Linked DNA regions of Anas platyrhynchos: region 1 is linked to region 2. The links are chromatin contacts, called in public Hi-C maps. All regions are on one chromosome and are shown on one strand. Each heading gives the region's core, a stretch centred on a gene start, on an enhancer-like site or on the middle of the called end of the contact. The rest is flanking DNA. Distances are from core to core; before and after follow the strand shown.

Region 1 (5,519 bases), core at 249-2,748, 120 kb after region 2:
TTCTGAGGATCTCTGGAGTGATATATTTTATCAAATCACCCTCTCTTCAGCAGTGAGAGGTTAAAGCATCGATTCTGCTTTCTTCCCAGGTATGCAGGTGAAAGATGAGAAAGCATCTTTACCTCCTGTGCCTCTGTGGGATGTACTGGGCAGTGCCATTGAGTGTTATCATCTCTACTCACCATGCTCCTGTTTGTCTTCCACATGAATACTCTTGTGACACTTTGACTGCTCTTATTTTACCACCAATACAAAGCTAAAGTTAAAAAACTCCCAAATTGATTAGAAAATCGTTACCTTTTAACTGGATGTAAAATGTTCAGCACAATAGCTATATTTCTCAAAATATTTTTTCTTTTCTAGGAAAATACCCTTACCATAGAGTTTGTTACTAAAATCAAAATCTGGCCATTGTTTCATTCCACTTAGATTTCCTTTTCCTTAGGTGTTCCTTACTTCAGGAAGAAACAATCAAAATGATGGTGAATGTGATTTTATTGCTCAGAAACAAAACAATGTTCTGACAAGAAATATATTTTAAAAAGTATAGAAAATAACGTGAAGTCAGACTTTGATTTGCATTTTCTGATGATACAGCCCTTATAATTATTGCTTTGTTGACTATGCCAGGTCTGCAAAGGTGGATCTGGAAGCAAAAATAAGGAGGTAAGGAATTATTTTTTTCCTTTTCATAATTTTCAGTCAGTTTTTAGTCTGTATTTATGATATTTTTTTCCACAGTCATAGGCAAACTTTGATTTAAATGCACAAAGAGAAAAAATATTCAGACAAAAATATATACTGCATGCCATATATTTTGATATAAGTGCTGTCTTATTGTGATATAGTTGACAATAACCACTGCCAAAACATATCCTCTATCTCATGTGTCACATTAGAAGACAAAGTGGAATAAGGAAAATTCTTGTTCATATTCTGCACTCTTTTCTGAATTTTAATTGGATTTGTTATCATGAAGATGGTCAAATATGACCATATTTAGCTGGGTTGGTAGGTAGTCACAAAAAAGTACAGTGGAGTTAACACAACTTTAAGATAAACAGGGTATTTCTCACTGAAATTAGCTATGTTTTCAAGCTTCCTGAAGAAGCATTTGACATTTTGACATTAATTTATAATCCAAACACAGTGAAGTTAGAAGTATGATGTGATAATAGATACCACTGTTTTCTCATTTCTCTCCAGATGCCACCTGGGAAACCAGGAGCAGGACTCTGGACATAAGTCTAGACCATGCATACATGCAGGCCAGGGAAAGAAACTGTATTCACAGCACAATGTTTAAGAAGACACCAAACATTGCATTGTAACAACAAGTTTTGGGGATTTTCAACTGGATCTGGATGAAAATTAGCATGCAATAATCTCAGCTACCTATGGAATAACAGAGTTCTACTTCTTCACAGATGATACAGCCTTGTCAAAAGTCTTTTCTGAACTCAACTTTAGTAAGCTTATCTTTTGTTGTTTTGGTTTTTCTTTTATCACAGTAGTCAAGCCTTGACATGTCTACTGCCTCTGCAGGCTACCACCTCCCCAAACTCACTGCAATGTCTAGAAACTTTTCTTGCTATAGCTCCCATAATGTCTTATAGAGTGTACATACAAGTATTAGAACAACTCCAGTTATTAAATTAATATTGGATTTGAGGCAATTAGCTAATTAGCAATGAGAAATTAGATAGCTATACTTTCTAGCTAGAAATGGTCCTTGAGAAAACCACAACTGTTTGTCTATGCACAAAGATACCATGGGTCTTTTGGGTCTTTGGCAGAGGAGTTCTGTGGTGTATTCACCCTTTGAGTGAGAACAAACTGCTCTTTCCCAGGCAGCCTTGGGGTCCAGAGACACATCAGGCTGCATGATCTAAGGCTACTAGATTTGAGCTGCAAGGCCTAGGATAGACATGGAAGAGGCTAACATAGGCTGCACATTTTTTTCTTACCTGTAGTGTAAATCCTAAAATAAGATGCATTTAAGAAATATCTTTTCATGCTTGTCTTTAGGTATAGAATCTATTAGGTGTCTAGTTGTAAAAGTGCTCTGTTACCTGATCTATTAGTTCAGAGGCAGTAGAATGCCTGAGTCAAGAATTTGAGGTCAAGAATTTCAAATTTGAAAAGAAGCTTGTTTATTTATTTATTTATTTCCAGACATACTTCCTGACAAGCTTGCTGTCATTCACACACACACACAAGAAACTTCTGTTGGAAATATATCTGGAATTAATTACTGTCCAAAGGGCAAAGGAAGCATCTGAGATTGTGGCACTTGGCTTCAAATCTTTGCTTATTCTAACACACTCCAGGAATGTGAAAAAAAAAACATAATGTTTAGGAGATAACTGAGCACTGACCATGTGAAGGCAGAGTTGTCTTCCTATAGAACTACAAAAAAATAAAAAATAATAAAAAAAATTGTCTGAATCTGGAAGGTGTTTGAAGATGCAGACTTCGAACTTTAAGTGTAGCCAGTCAGAAAAACCTCTTTATACTTTGATCATATCACCAGATGTGGACAAATGAATTTCCATGTGTAATGGTTGCAAAATATTAAAGTAAATCGTGTTTTCAAAGAATTTCCTAGTTGGCTTCCTTGTACAGCTATGGGCTAAACTTTCTCCAGCCCTTCAAGCACCTGTGAAGACACATGAGCAAAGGCACCAGCAGTAATAGCAAAAGCCAGTACAGCCAGCAGGAGCTGGCTCCCCAGCTGCCCCTTAACTGAAACCAGAATCCCTTGGAGGTATCTCTGTGGTTTGGAGTGACAACAAATGGCAGGAACATCCATAACACTGCTGCTGCATGGCTATTTTGTGGAGGGATGGGTCAGACCTGCTAAGGATAGTGAGATCTTTATTCTTCACCAGCAGCAAGTGAGGTCCCCAGCACTTGGGGGGAAGGTTGGTGAGAAGGAAAATCCCTTTGTTACACTTACAGGGTGTGAAGGCAAGGATGAAGAGGGCCTCTTCAGAAGCTCAGCATCTCCTTACTTTGATAGATGGCTGGTACAGCTCAGACTGTCATGGACAGCCTTATTCCTTTTCCCTGGTGATGTAGTCTCAGGCCATTCCCACCCTGCAAGGCATAGCTCCAGCTCCAGGCCTGATGCAGCCAGGCTGGCCCAGGACTGCATTGGGCTGGGCTTCTCCTGCTCTGGACATCTGGAGATAGACTTCCCTCTAGCGGAAAATCATGTGGCTGCCTCCCTGCTGGTGTGTGGTCCATCTGACTGGTGCTTGTGGTTCAGGTTCAGCATGCCATTTTGCCCAATTTTGCTCTAGAGGTGAAAAAGAAGCTCTTTGGAGTTACCGGAAAATCTTCTTGTATTTACTCTTTTCCGACATGGTTATGCATAACCTCACCAGCAACAAGAACAAAGACAAATGCAAAGTTTTAATTAAACAGCTGCATGCCCAGGAGCTCCATGCATGGGACAGAACCTGTAAGGTATGACAACCTATGTTGTCATACTGTGAGGAAGACAGGCTTCTCAAATCTTGTGTGAACAAGGCAGGGTTATAACAGTTCCTCCATGACTCTTGCACACAACACTAACCTCCTGTTTGTGCCTGCTCTTACTGCACTTTGATAACATCATTCTATGATGATTCTATGATGATGATGTTATGGCATAAAATCAGTGGCATCCAGTGGCCTCCTCTGTCCTGCAGGTGCATATTCCTTCCAGCAATGCACTGCTCGCATTTCAGCAGCAGCCATGGCACTTTCTGCAGGTGAGGTCTCCATCTCAGAAGCATAGTAGGTATGGAAAAATGGGGTAGTGTCTCTAAGAGCCAATGTTCCTTAGTACTTCTTAGCAAGAGCTAGCTTGACTTCTTCATAAAACAAGGATTGGGTATTGGGAGCAATCGCCGCTGTTTGCCTGTCAGCTATCTTTCATGCATGTAATTTGTCTGTTTATTTTTTGTGCACACAGGTGTGCAGCCAAGGAGACTTCCTGCTACAGCTGAATACATTTTCAAGGTGTAAGAGGCTTGCTCTTAAAAGCAACTGTGTTAGCACCGAAAACAGTCTCAGTTTAAAGCCTCTTCAGTGCTAGCTAGTGTCCTCAAAGCATTTCAATTCTCTTTTCTCAGGTGAATGCTTCTCCCTTCTCTCTCTTAAATATTTATGATGTCTTCTTCTAAGTTAGAGAACAGCAGTACTTTGGTAGCCTCTGATCTTTAAGAAGCAAAAAGGTCACATTTTGGAGCAAGTTCAAGTGGCAGAGCTCAGATCCACCATACCCTGGTGGCATTCTGGATCTATAGAAATTTCCTCCTGGCTTCTTTGACTGTCCAAGGCATCAACTGCATTAGCTATTTGCTATGTATTCCAATCCACAGTCTCTTCAGCATTGCCAATAATCATTTTTACCATATAACTTCTGTTAGAAAGTGTTCAGTAAAATCCTCAGTCCTACAGTGAGGCAGGAATGTGGAATTTCAGCTTACATGAATGAACTCAATTTTTCAGTGCTCCCAGTTTTCAACACATACCCCAGTAGTTTATGAATATCCTGGATGGTATTGTGTGACTTCAAGCCTAGGAAATCATCTCCTTGAATACTCATTTAGCTGTGTCAGAAGAGGATCAATTCAGTTCTGCCTTCCTAATTAGGTAACCACACGTATCAGAGATAGAATGGTCTTGGAAACATGAAGACATGCTATAGAGAGGTACGTTTGATTTTCAGTTTCCATTATGACCCGGCCAGCTTGTTCAATGCTGACTCTGAGGCAGTGAGACAGGAAGAGCATGGGAGGCAAATCCATTTTCTCTATCTCTTATTATGCCATTTGCCAAGATATTTCAACTTACAAGGCAGGTTTCCCGAGCCTCTTTTGGGCTAGGCGTCTCCCATTGTTCTCAGCAGGCAATGGGGAGATTTCCCTTGTACTGAACAGGGTTGGGATGTGGATATTTCTTTATTGTTTCCAGCTTGGGTGGAGTGATTTTCCATTGTTCTTCAGTGAGAGGCAAAAGGCTTCAGCTGCCCTAGTCAAACGTCTGGCTCCATCTCTATGCTGTCTGAGCTAGTGTGCCTACAGGGCACAACCTGGCAGCTTAACAAGATTTTCTCTGGGGCCTCAGAAACAGCCTGGCTGCACCAGTAGAGGCTCTAGTTTTAGGGGCTGTAACTTTGACACTACTTCGTGCTCCCAGCACAGGAGCTGACCTATTTGGCACACAGTCCTGTGTAGACACACATCCTGCATGTTTTCCTTCCCAGCACAAGGCTTCCTAGCATCATTGTACCTGCACCTCCCTGCAGTACTTTCCTACCTCATGCTCTCACTGTGCTTTCTGATTTTTCCACTGCTATGATAGCAGATGTCATGCATAGGGTCTCCACCAAGCCCTTTCCCAAGGCTCATGGCCATGAAGAACTTATGCCCAGTGAAGTCACAGTCACAAGTAACTAAAATACATTTAAAACATGAATGTAAAAGGAGCAGTGGAAATAAGCGACTTTGTGGTGGCAGACTGCAAAT
Region 2 (5,525 bases), core at 1,496-3,995:
GACAGCAAGGCATGTGCTCATGCTCCTCATCCAGCTTCAGCCTGCTGGGGAGCTCCATCCACGAGGGCTCCTCTGAGGAGTGCAGCCACAGCTCAGCATGGGAGTGTGGTTGTGCTTGGGTGAGCTACACTGCCCTTCTCCATCACAGGTCCCTGGGCTCAGCTGCCCTGGAAGCGTTAGGGCTGGGGAATTTCGGAAATCAGCTTTGTAGCCTCTCTGCTGCTTACATCTCACAGCCACGGCATTTCCACACCCTTGTGTGCGAAGCCTTTGCACCATTCCCAGGACATCTGTCTGTCTGTCAAGGTGGGATCCCCTGGTTCAGAGAGGCTTGCTTGTTCACTAACCTTTTGTCTGTTCTCTCATCATTTCTCTTAGGGCTTGTCTGCACTCTGTCGGAAAGGTAAGATGAGATGAAGAAGCCTTTGTGAGTGCGGCATGCGTGGTGTAGGTACTCTTTTTCAGGAACACGATGGCTGGGCTCCACTGTAACACTGCATGGGAGCTGATGCCACCACAAAGGGCTTAACTGGATAGCTATGTCTGAAGTGAGGTAACTGCTTCAAAACGTGTGGGCTGCACTGCATTAAACACCTGTGTGGGCACCCTGATTCAGAGGCAGGGTGGCCTCGACGCCGCCAAGCTTCTGGAGTGTGGCAACAGGAGTCCCGTGAGGGCCTCTTTTCAACCGGAACATGTTCCCCTCAGCGATTTGATTCACGTCTTCAGCTAATTCCTCTTGAACTTTCTAAGAGATCTGGCACAAACAAGTCCCTGGAGGTATTCCGCAACCCTCTGGGCTGTTGCTGTGCTTGTGATTCATCAGATGTCTCTTGATGTTTAGCTCACTGCGCAGCCTGACTGACAGGGCCTCCTCGCCGAGCATCAGGAGCTGCGGACATCCTTCGGGGGCTCACATATGCCGACCCACCGTGAGGTCTGGGGCTCGGCCTCGCTTCATTTCAGAGCACAGTCCACTCCTCCAGGCAAGAGCTCTTTGCTCTTACGAGCTCAGGCTGCAGCCCGCCCCAGCCCTGATCTGTGTGCCCAGCAGCCCGGCAAGTTTCACCCCCAGCTTCCCTGGGAGCAGAGCAAGGCCAGAGCTGAGAACATGTGCCTGTTCTTCCTGTACTATTTCAACTGCAAACTCCCCAGGGCAGGGGCCTCAACCACGTACATTCAATAGTAATAAATATTAATCCCCATGATTTGCAAACTGCGAGGCTTTCGGAGGCTGGTATGACTTTAATGCAAAACACAGAAGGCCTGGCACAGTGTTTTGTGAGCCCTGGGGATGGTTTAACTCGTTCGAATGCATGCTTGGATTTGAGTCACAGATGCGATCAATCAAAGGAGCAGTCCTTTCCCTGTGACTCACCGAGGCTGATTCCGTGAATTTGAGGGGTTTAAATATCCACTTGACTCGACTCAGGCTTGAAGGAGTTTGAAAAATTCTGGATAATGAAGCCGCAGCTGCAGTAACCGGCCCTAGCTCTGGCAAGGTCAAGTAAAGATGACTCAGGTGCTAAAGGTAGAGGTCATCTCCTTGGCTTTCCTCCTCTGGAGACTGAGCTTTGTGGGCCATGAAATGCAGATTTGCTGGGGTGCCAAATGTGGAAAACTTACTCTGTAAATTTCCTCTAATCTTTCATCAAAATGGCTTTCAAAAGCAAACAGACAAAAACAAACAAAACCAAACACAAACAGCCAAACAAGCAAATAAAACACCAGCAAACCCACTGCAATGGGCTTTTCAGGTTTACCGTTCTGCTCCTGGGGGTTCTGATTTTGCCAAAGGACTTTACAATGGTGAAGGAGAAAGGGAAAAATATGGCCCAGTTTATTCAGTCAGATCCTTCGTGTTGCAGTACAGTTTTTATTCCACATTTCCTCAGCAGGTATGCTCTGAGACCCAGTGGGTTTCTGCAGCCCAGTGGGACTGTCCCACGTTGAATGGTGAAAGGCCACCATGCCCATTGCTGTTTCTGTTTTGGCTGTGATGGGTGTGAGGAAACACTGCATTTGTTTGGCTGCCTGTGTTACCCGTGGCATTGCCTTGCTGGAGTTTGTCATCCCTTGCTTGTATTTCCCCCTCAATGCTTTTATTGTCGTGCTAATGGACTGCACTGTATTTTTAATCTTCTCCTCATGCGATTGCCCTCTAGGTGGAAAATGAGACACAAAAAGCCCAAGCAATTTGCTCACTTGGGAATTTGTGAGCTTATATGAAACGTGAATTCCCATCTCCCGCTTCTGTGCCACTCTTCTTTTTCAGCTCCCTCGAGTACTTTGACAGCTTCGCCTCCATGACGAAGACCATCCCATCCTGGCCTTACCCTTCATTGCTGCTCTTGGCTTGTTTAGTTCTGAATTGCCGGTAGAGAAAACCTCATAAAATCACTGCCATTACAACTAACACCTCCAGCATATCCGCACCTCTCTTATTTCAGGGCAAAATGCCAGCTGAAGATCAAGCAGTAGCACCGTACAGATTTATTCATGGTCGCTTGTACGGCAGCCATCACCCGAGTTCAGAGTACTCTTATGTTAAGCAGTGTGTAAGCCCCCCCATGGCTCCACACTATGGCTTTGATCTGTTTGCTCTCAAAAGGTTTATATCCAAGCTGAAATTCAGAGGTAAGTGGTTTACTGGACTTTTTGCTGTTAATGCTAATAGGGTCAGGATGCACTGGCTGGCTGCAGAGCGTAAAGATGAGCAGACAAAATAGTTAGAAAAGACAGATAACAGAGACAAAGAAACAGGCACACTGCGATCGCTTTGCCCATGGTCAGACATTGTTATTGATAACTGTTCTTAAAGCTCTTGTTATGGACAATAAACATAAATACCAGTAGTTTGGATTGAGGGTAGAGGTTGGTAGTGCCCTGTCAGTGACTTTCATCCTTCCAGGTGAGAGAAGTGAAACACGATTTCACACACAGATACACACACACAAAAAAAGAATCCAAATTCTGTTTTTTCAGTGAGCTTGGACGTAAGTTTTTATTACAAATCAAGATGCAGAACATCCCTCACTTAACAGAAACACCCATCTGCCCAGCATTAAAGAACATTAAAGATTTTTTTGTAAGCTTCTGGCAGTTCACACTGGGAGTGCTGGGGCCAGTGCTGGGCTTTCCACTACAGGAGAGACATGGGGATACTGGAGAGAGTCCAGCAAAGGGCCTTGAAGTAGATGAAGGGAATGGAGAACCTCTCCTGTGAGGAAAGGCTGAGAGAGCTGGGACAGTACATCTTGGAGAAGAGAAGGGTCAGGGGGTCTCATCAATGTGTACAAATACACGAGCAGGGAGAGTGCAAAGAGGATGGAGCCAGGCTCTTTTTGTTACTGTCAGGTGACAGGATGAGAGATGATGGGCACAAGCTGAAACACAGGAGGCTCCCTCTGAACACCAGGCAGCACGTCTGTGCTGTGTGGGTGATGGAGCACTGGCACAGGCTGCCCAGAGAGGCTGTGGGGTCTCCCTCCTTGGAGATCTCCAGAAGCCACCTGGAAATGCTCCTGGGCAGCCTGCTCTGGTTGTCCCTTGCTTGAGCAGGGTTTGGACCAGGTGACCTCCAGAGATCCTCTCCATTTTTAACTGTTCTGTGATCCCGATTCTGTAGTTTTCCTGCTTAAGCACAGCACAAATTATACAGCATTGGCCAAGTCTCCTTATTAATTTCACTCTGTAAGCAATCATAAAACATTTAATTTTAGTATGTATTATTCAAGTTCTTCTCTGATTGTTTTTGAATCCTTTATGTATAATTCAGAGAATTCAGTACCACAGAAATTATTAACTATGGATATGTCAGATTACGAGAAAGCTAAGGAGGAGGGACAAGGATACTGAAAACTGAAGGAGTTACCAAAACCGTAACAAAATATTTTGAGTGAAGATTTTTCCTTGGACAATGAAAACAAGAACTAGTCCCTGATTTTAAGGCCAGAAAGGGCCTTGTTGATAATTTGCTAGAGACGGTCTGCAAAGCCCTGGGTGGGGTTGTTATTACTGGCACGAGGCTGTCTTTGCACCAGGTGAGCTGCCTGACTTCCCTGTGCTTTAATGCAGTGCGTCCCAGCCTTCATGCAAGGGTGATCCCAAAAACGTCACCCCGCGGTCCCCACATGTTCAAGGCCTCAATGGGAAGATCTGAAGGCTTCCACTTTGTGCCTCAATAGACTACTTTTCGCTTGGAAAAAAATGTGCCATTGTACCATTGTCACAAAGAGCACCAGAGCTCACATAGGATGAAGAGGACAACGGGGTGGGGCTGCAGAGGAAGAGCCTTTGAGCTCAAAGCTCCCCTTGCTCCTCCTTGCAGCTACACTAAATCTGAAACCCACCAGCTGCTCCAAGTCAAGCACTCTCTCTGACTCTTTCCCAAATACCCCTGGCCCTGGCTCTGTGCACCCTTGTCCCCAAGAAGCCCCAGGCCCTGTGTGCTCCTCCCATCCCGTGGCACCGCAGTCCTGTAACTGCTCTGAGAGCACAAAGCACAGCTCCTCCTTGCTGGCACACTCCTCACCATTTGCCCCCTGGCTTTCCTGGCTGCTGGGACTTTCTGATGGTGTACCTCTGCAATGCTCCCTGGACAAGAGGTTGCCTGGTCCCATCTGAGCCTGGATTACCGGGGTGCATCCTCCTTGTTTCTCCAGATATTGGTCCCCAGGTTATGCCCCAGAGGCAGAGGGCAGCTAAGGTCCCATCTGGGCGTCTGCACCACCTGTCTGGCACAGCAGCCATGAGGGAGCAGTGGCAAAACACAGCAGAGCAGAGCTCCTGCACCCACCCCTTCAGGCTCCTCATGTGGTTGACTAAGCTTTGTTGCAGTGTAGGGATGGCTTTGGCAAAATATGGGAGGGCACAGAACCTGATAGAAGGAGCTTGGTGTTCCTCTTTGGCCAAAAAAAGTCACTGCTAGGATTATTCACCCTTTTCCAGGCTATTAGTGGCTTGTAGGCGTATAGGGCTTGAAGAAAAGCATCATCCATTTTCAAGCCAGATAAAGAAATCAACAACTAGCTGCACTTCTGAATAGAAATGTGAATTTTTGGAGAGCTAAACACATATTTATTATTACTGGGAAACCAAGTACTTCTGAAAACCTGCCTCTTTGTTGCTGCTTGTAGTTTGGAGTCTGATGCAGTTGCAGGTGGGGACAGTTCAGTGGTGGGAGCTTTCACATAGATTAGTAGCACAATAGGCGCAGGAGCAGAGGGAACAGTTTGTGCATTGCATCACGGCAACTAAGAAAGGCATCTGTGAAATATCACCCTCCTGTCAGCCACGCAGGAATACATCTCGATTCTTTCTTTTCCAGCCAGCTCCCGCTTCAGGGGGCATATGAGGAATGAAGCCCTGTGCCGGGACTGCAATCACTGATTGCAGAGGAAAGGGCAGTCCTTGGTGGAGTGGTTATCATTCAAGCCTTGTGCCTGCTCCAGAAGAGCCAGGACTTAGCATGCATTCTGAGCAAAGGGAGAGGAAGGATGGAGCAGGGCAAACCACTGTGCATT

What was found. Hi-C and Micro-C count contacts between places; a contact is called where the count stands out from the background.
Region 1: a contact with region 2 is called in a Hi-C map of liver, with 2.5 times the contacts expected there. The contact joins two enhancer-like sites. A contact is called at or near these places in 2 of 8 Hi-C or Micro-C datasets (liver and subcutaneous adipose tissue).

What each region holds. Positions count from the first base shown.
Region 1 is chrZ:53,249,078-53,254,596 of IASCAAS_PekinDuck_T2T, forward strand. No RefSeq gene overlaps it. Among named protein-coding and RNA genes, the nearest start is that of NRG1, 90 kb to the right of the region's middle. Within about 2 kb of position 1,499, at least 1 of the 8 cell types and tissues checked has an H3K27ac peak or open chromatin away from gene starts, as enhancers often do.
Region 2 is chrZ:53,131,531-53,137,055 of IASCAAS_PekinDuck_T2T, forward strand. No RefSeq gene overlaps it. Among named protein-coding and RNA genes, the nearest start is that of LPL, 27 kb to the right of the region's middle. Within about 2 kb of position 2,746, at least 2 of the 8 cell types and tissues checked have an H3K27ac peak or open chromatin away from gene starts, as enhancers often do.